Regions from separate parts of the Mus musculus genome. Here region 1 is linked to region 2. Evidence: chromatin contacts called from public HiChIP or PLAC-seq data. All regions are on one chromosome and are shown on one strand. Each heading gives the region's core, a stretch centred on a gene start, on an enhancer-like site or on the middle of the called end of the contact. The rest is flanking DNA. Distances are from core to core; before and after follow the strand shown.

What was found. HiChIP or PLAC-seq counts read pairs in DNA pulled down with a chosen protein or histone mark.
Region 1: a contact with region 2 is called in an H3K27ac HiChIP or PLAC-seq map of embryonic stem cells, with 33 read pairs. The contact joins the enhancer-like site here to the promoter of Fkbp3 in region 2. A contact is called at or near these places in 2 of 39 promoter capture datasets (the C10 cell line and embryonic stem cells), 18 of 484 Hi-C or Micro-C datasets (the Ba/F3 cell line, the HL-1 cell line, embryonic stem cells and 2 more), 12 of 115 datasets of contacts at active chromatin or transcription factors (the SCID.adh cell line, bone marrow-derived macrophages, embryonic stem cells and 3 more) and 3 of 9 other capture datasets (adipose tissue, liver and pancreatic islet).

Annotation. Positions count from the first base shown.
Region 1 is chr12:65,111,704-65,115,381 of GRCm38.p6, forward strand. Fancm (Fanconi anemia, complementation group M) reads left to right here. Exons shown (of 23, transcript NM_178912.4): 15 at 2,071-2,156; 16 at 2,253-2,315. Among named protein-coding and RNA genes, the nearest start is that of Fancm, 38 kb to the left of the region's middle. Within about 2 kb of position 1,303, at least 13 of the 459 cell types and tissues checked have an H3K27ac peak or open chromatin away from gene starts, as enhancers often do. A contact at or near this core is called in embryonic stem cells and trophoblast stem cells, where this site is marked.
Region 2 is chr12:65,072,515-65,075,897 of GRCm38.p6, forward strand. It overlaps Fkbp3 (FK506 binding protein 3), which reads right to left and starts at 1,424. Exons shown (of 7, transcript NM_013902.4): 1 at 1,301-1,424. The coding sequence starts at 1,408. It overlaps Fancm (Fanconi anemia, complementation group M), which reads left to right and starts at 3,089. Exons shown (of 23, transcript NM_178912.4): 1 at 3,089-3,383. The coding sequence starts at 3,192.

The DNA.
Region 1 (3,678 bases), core at 53-2,552, 39 kb after region 2:
TAGAAACTGTTTTACAAAGTTCACGTGACCGTGAGGGTGGGTTCTATAGCTTAACAGCCTAGAGTCTAGCAAAGCCACTTCCACTTTTCTGGGCAGGAAAACAGGCATTTTATCTCCTCCAATAAGAAGTCCCAGTGTGTTTAATCCTAGTTTTCCTGATGCTCTGGTTGCACAGACTTTTGTGCCCCTAGCTGTCTCTATTCTATTTGCTGATATTGTTACCCTCTCTGTATCCTTGCACTGTGCTTCCACAGCCCACATTGCTCTCAACACTACTGTCTTCCAATCCCCTACCAGTCCTCCACAGCTCTCCAAAAACATCATGGTCAAACCTGTCACATCTGTAGTACTCCAGGTACCAGCCTGTTTTAGTACCTACCCACCCTCCCTCCCTCCCTTCCTTCCTTTTTAATGTACATTGATATTTTGCCTGCATATACGTCTGAGTGAGGATGTTACACAGGAAAAGGTTACGGGCAGCTCTGTATTCTGCCATGTGGGTGCTGGGAATTGAACCTGGGTCCTTTGGAAGAACAGCTGGTGCTCTTAACTGCTGAGCCATCTCTCCAGCCCTGTCTTAGTTACCTTTTGATTGCTTTAAAGAGATGCTATGACCAAGGCAACTTATAGAAGAGTTTATTGACATTCCAACATCGTGGTGTTGGAAGCATAGCAGCAAGCACACCTGGTGCTAGAAAAGAGCTGAGAGCTCACATCTGATCCACAAGCACAAGGCAGAGAGCTAACTGTGAATGGCATGGACTTAAAAACCTTAACATCTGTCCCCAGTGGCACACCTCTTCTAATACCCACACCTGCTAACCCTTTCCAAGTGTTCTCAACAACTGGGGCCCAAGTATTCAAACATAGGAAAGTACAGAGCCATTCTCATTCAAACCACAACAGTGTGTATGGTATATACTATGTGTAGAATGGGGGTGCACACATGCCAGTTTGAGTGTGTGAAAGTCAATGGATAATTTTTAGGGGTTTTGTCCTAGCATAGGTTCTAGAGACCATACCTGGGTCTTCGGGTTCAAATGCTTAATTTCACACACACACACACACACACACACACACACATTATATTTAACTAAAAGTATTTTAGATTTTTAGTGAACCCAGGCTACCCTTGAATTCCCTGTGTAGCAGAGGATGACCTTGAAGTTTCACTCCTACCCAGCTCTCTGATCCTGGGATTGCTGGCTTGGGCAGCCATAGCAGATTTATTTAGCACCACTCCCAGTTTGTTAGTGCTGGGGATGGAAATCAAGAAAGCTTTGTGCATGCTGAGCCAACTGAGCTACACCCACCACATCCCACACCCCAGCTCCACTGAAGGCTTTTGTTAGGAACTAAGTCTATCCTACACTGAAGGGGAAAGAGAAATTGTGATCAGCTAGGAAGAGTAGGGAAGAGACTCCACAGGCTGTTCTCTGATCTCCCTATGTGTGCTGTGCCTTACGAATGTCCCACACATGGTAAATGTTTCATTTAAAAAAAAAAAAAAGGCATGATGGACTGATAAGAGCACATTTGCTTTTTCTCTTTACATTTTGTAAGTTGGGGCTTCATTTTAAATACATATTTTTATAAGTTTATTTTTATTTCCTGTATATGAGTAGTATTTTGCCTGCACAAGTGAAAGTATACCACATGCATGGTAATACCCTTGGATATTAGAATAGGGTGTTGTATTCCCTAGAAATAGAGTTACAGAAAGTTGTAAATGCCATGTGGGTGCTGGGAACTGAACCCTGGTCCTCTGTAAGAGCAGCTAATGCTCTAACTACTAAGCTATCTCTCCAGGCTCTTAAATATGTATTTATCAGCAAACTAATGTCTTTTATTCTTCTCTGTTCTTTTTTTTAAAATACTGTAAAGTTTATGTATATGTGTATGTGTGTGTGTATGTATGTGTATACACACACACATCTTTGTGAACATATGTCACATGTCTGTTTGTCTTTGGAAGATTAAGAAATTTAGGACATTTTTATTATGGTAATCAGTAATATGATTGTGATAGAGTAACTTTAACTATTGACCAGATTCATTTTTCAATTATAGTTGAACACTTAACTAGTGAAAGCGAAGATGATGTTTTCCTGAGAAAAACTAAAAAACCAAAAAGAAATGTCCTAAAGTCCCCGGAGGTAAGTCATTCCTTCCCCACAGTGCTGCAGTCAGTGAAGCCATGCTCCCGCTTCCTGACTGTGTTATATCTTAAACTGTTTGTCTGTTTCATCCAGGATCAGAAAAACAACGAAGTTGACTCACCCATTCATGCTGTAAAAAAACCCAGAGTTCTCAGGGTAAGTAAATTACAGGCGTTTTTATTCCTAGGGGTGTGGGGGTGTCTATTTGTGTCTGTGCCTGTCTCTGGGAGGCAAGAAAGGTCATCAGAGGCCCTGGAGCTGAAATTACAATGGTTGGAGCCACCCAGCACGGGTGCTGGGAAGCAGACTCGGGTCCTTGGAAGAGCAGTGTGTACTCTTAACCACTGAGTCATCTTTTCAGCCACAGTAACCTAAATTGTTTTAGGATAAGTAATATAAGAAAAAGCATGCACAGAAGAAAAAATTAGTATATTTGATCTTACAGGTATATGCTTAGTAGAACAATAGACACTATCTTTTGGTTTTGTTTTTGTTTTTCCAAGATAAGGTTTCTCTGTCCTGGAACTCACCCCATAGACCAAATTGGCCCCAAACTCAGATCCACCTGCCTCTGCCTCCTGAGTGCTGGGATTAAAGGTGTGCGCTACCACCATCACATAGCTAACACCATATCTTATGTGATTAGAATTTCTACTTCTACAAAAGAAATGGATTCATTATAAGCTTTCCTGATGATAACAATATAAATAATAAAGAAACAGAAATACAATGAATAAAAAAGAAAGCAGGTTACGGAGGTGTAATTTTTGAAGTTGAGATAAGAAAAAAAGCAGCCTTTAGCCTAAACATTAGGAGTTGTGTGTAGGAAGCTTCTTGAGAGAGGATCAACACCACAGCTAGCAAGGAAGCTGGGTGAGAAGGGTGCTGTCCATAATAGACAGCTCACACAGAGCCCATGGAGGGCAATTGCACCTCCATTCTATGAGGTCTTGAACCAGACTTTGTCCTGCCTCCTCCAAGCTAGGGACTTCTAACTGCTTCATGCTTAAAATAGTACCTTTGTGTTTTCGGCCCCCCTCAATCCACGGGAAATTAGGGTTCTGGATGGTTGGGCAAGGAGTTGGCCAGGAGAAGGGTGACAAATACAGACACAAGGGAGTGTGGTATCTAAATGTATTTCTGTCAAAGTGAGCATCAGTCTTTTATATTACAGGAAACAAAGAAATTAGTGATACATTAAGGCCATTCAAGGTACTTTGAAGTTATCTGATGCAAAATTACTTTTACAACAAAACAGAGGAATGCGTACTTAAAAGCTAACTGGAACAACTGGGATAAAATCAATGCTAACAATTGGGATCAAAAGCAGCCCCACCTAAGGTCTGTTTAATCTTAAAAGCCAGGGGCAAGGGCTTCATGCCCTTGCCATAGTTCCAATTCTAGTCTATTGTATAGTCCACCTTCCCCGTAGGCCATTGTAAATTCCTGTGTATCGGTGTAATTCAGCTATCTATAGTTCTAAGTATTTACTCTAGTTCCTTCTTAGACCACAACCTTC
Region 2 (3,383 bases), core at 174-2,673:
ATACAATCTTCTCAAAAGAACCCAGAAACTTTTTAAACCGAAATGACAGGACTGTAAAAACACAGGCATGAGTATGTGAATGATCACTGGAAAATACCCATTTAAATGTCACTAAATGCATTTTCATATTTTGGAATCACACAGCACTCGCTATCTTGACATTTTTGAATCTGAAAATCTGTAGCAAAACTTAATTTAGGCTGCACCTTCTATTTTAAAATGGTAGATTGATGCACATCGTGTATGACCACTGAGGTGGGGCAGTGGTGGAGAGCGCCTTTAATCCCAGCACTTGGGAGGCAGAGGCAGGTGGATTTCTGAGTTCAAGGTCAGCCTGGTCTACAGATCGAGTTCCAGGACAGCCAGGGCTACACAGAGAAACCCTGTCTCAAAAAACAAAAACAAAGCAACCCCCCCCCCCCGGAAAAAAAAACCTCAAAATAATTTAACTGAGGTACAGAACATGACGTGATGGAGCAGGGCTGTTATTCCTAGCACTTGCTAGATGAAGGTAAGGTCAAGGGAGTTTGAGGCCTGTCTGGGCTATGAGATGTTGCCTCCAAAAAGATTAAGGAGTCGGGGGGGCTGGGGTGGGGGTGGGAATGAATGACCCTTCCTGAAGGGCAAAAACTCAAGTCTAACAAAATAACCCGTGACTACAAAATGGGTGGCTAAGATGCGGACAGGGCTGAAAGCTGCATTATACAACTAGAATTTTTCAAATCTGCGTGCTTATAATCACAGAAGCCCGCCGTATTAAAAATTCACATTTAATTCCCCTAAGGTTATTTTGTAAAAGATTTGTAACAAAAAAAGTTAAAACAGTAATATGTGGGTTTCTGAAAATCACGGATCATAGTTCGGTATTCAGTACATGGGTAAGACAAACTAGATGCACACGAGGCTCCCTCGCATCCTTACACCCCTCCCTCCCATTTCCCAGTGGCCAGCACTGTGCGCCCCGGCAGCATGCACTCCCGAGTCCTCGCCCCCGCCTCAGACGCCAGCATTTCAGGGTCCTTCTCCTCAGGTCCTCGGCCCTCACAGATCCTGTCTGGGATTTAAATCTACGGCCGCAGCTCCAGGGCCTGCCCTAGGAAATAAGGGCCGAACCCCGCGGAATCTGGGGCGGCCCAAGGGGCGGGAGAGTGGGAGCTCACGCGGGCCGCTCAGGCCTGGCCAGCACCGGCCACAGAGGGCGAGGGCGGGGGCACCGAGGAATCCGGTATGTAAGGCATCTCCGGGGGGGGTGAAGCTGCCCCGGGACGCCCCGGCCTGGCCGCCCAGATGCCTTTGGTACCGAATCTGAACCGTGATCCTGCAGAAACTTGATAATGTCCTTCTTGGGCAGCTGCTCGCTGCGCAGCTGCTCCACGGTCCATGCACGCTGCGGAACAGCCGCCGCCATCTTCCCCTGCTGCTGCCGCTGCACTGAGCCAGCCCGCCTCAATCCGGCGCGGTCCCGCCCTCAGGGCGTGGCCCGGGCTTACGCCACGCTCTAGGGGTGGGGCCTCCGCCTTTTGGAATCAGCCCACACTTTCTACGCAGCCCCGGCCCTGAAGGGTGGCCTGGGCATGCGTGGCGCGCGAGGAGGCGGGGCTTCTGCTTTGCTGAGCCTGGGGGTTTCTTCCGTCCACTCTCTGTCCCCACGGGTCCTGCGCGGGACTCCGGGGCCCGGCCGCCATGGTCCTAAACCGGATTGACTCGTGAGCTAGGGTGATGTCAACACTGGGCTGTGAGGGCCTTGTTGAGTAGAATGAAAATCTGTGCAGGTCTCTTGGCCAGCGGCATGCAGTGATGATGGCAAACCTTATTTTGATGCTTTCTGAGGCGTTCTTTGGGCAGCCATCACGCCCACTTGTTTATTATTTACGGCTTACGATGTCTTTAAAAGTACAGATTGTAAACGGTTTAAAGAAAATAACAGCATTCGGGTTTTCAATCTCATTTTAGGCTAGTTCTACTCTAATCTTATCTGGATTGGCCTAGTCCTTGCCCATCAAACAATTTCCACAAAACTAAATGCAAACCTCTCCCGACAGAGCTTTGCCTACAAATTTAGAAACTTGAATAAAACAATGTAATTACGCTGTACTTAAAATACCTCTTTACGATAGTGAGGGTGGTGTATGTACAGCAAGAGCTTCGCGTGTTTGTACTTTGTTTCAGTAACTGAGGAAATAGATGTTTACCGATTTTGTACTGGTACCCAAGACTAAAAGCAGAAAGCTGTCACTAACAGAACTGGGCAAGAACACTTACTGCTCTATAGCTGTAATCATTATGTGAGAGTTAAGATATGAAGTGTATGTCTGTAGCACTTAGGAGCCCGTATAGCCCCTTACAAGATGAGGCAGGACATTGGCCAACTCAAGGTCATTTTGGTCTGCATGCAGAGTTCCAGGCCAGAGTGGGCCTCAGAGCAAGAACCCGTGTGAAACAAAAACATACGGAGGAAAACAGAAAAAGAAATCCCACGACAAAAATGTATTTGTTTTAGTTTCTCAATGAATGCAGGGCCAGAGCACATTCTTTAGACAGACAAAACATTAAAACTGCCATTTGTATAACACAAAACTGCATTTTCTCAGCATAGATGGAGAAAAATATTATTTATCTCTACTTTTGCTTCAATCATGTTACGGTTACAAACGATGACTGAATGCTTGTCCTGGGGTCACGAAGTTATGTATCTTAACCCCGTATGTAGTATGTCGTTAGCAGTGACAGCTCATTTAAAGCACAGCAAAAACTACATTCTATTTACTTATGTTAATTTTGACCTGGAAACTCTGGACGTCAAGGATGACCTAGACCTGATTCTCCAGACTCCTCCTCAGGCCAGAGCCACCGCTCCAGGTTTGAGATTGCCTTCAAGCCCGCTCGAGGGATGGGAAGGGTAACAAAACGAAAACAAACAAAACACAGCAAAACTTGCAAAGATGCTAAATCCAGACACCCGCCCCCAGCCCGTCACACACTTCGCGCAATACGCATGCGCTTCTTCTGATTTCCGGAATGGCAACCAATCATCTTCCCGCCGCAAAATCGGCGGCGGGTTCTTTAACCCGCCAGTCCCGCCCCCGGGACCCACTGTGTCGCTGGCGGGAGACTAATGGGCGTCCGAGTCGCGGCGGTTGCGCTGCCATCCAGGCGGGTTCCTCAGCGGAGCTCCGCTGCTGCTGGGCACCATGAGCGGACGGCAGAGAACGCTCTTCCAGACGTGGGGCCCGAGCCTCGTGCGGGGCTCCGGAGACTCGGGATGCGGCCAGCCGCGCTCGCCCGCGATGGCGGAGGCGCTGCCGGAGGAGGACGACGAGGTGCTGCTGGTGGCGGCGTACGAGGCTGAGCGGCAGCTGGATCCCGGGGATGGCGGCTTCTGC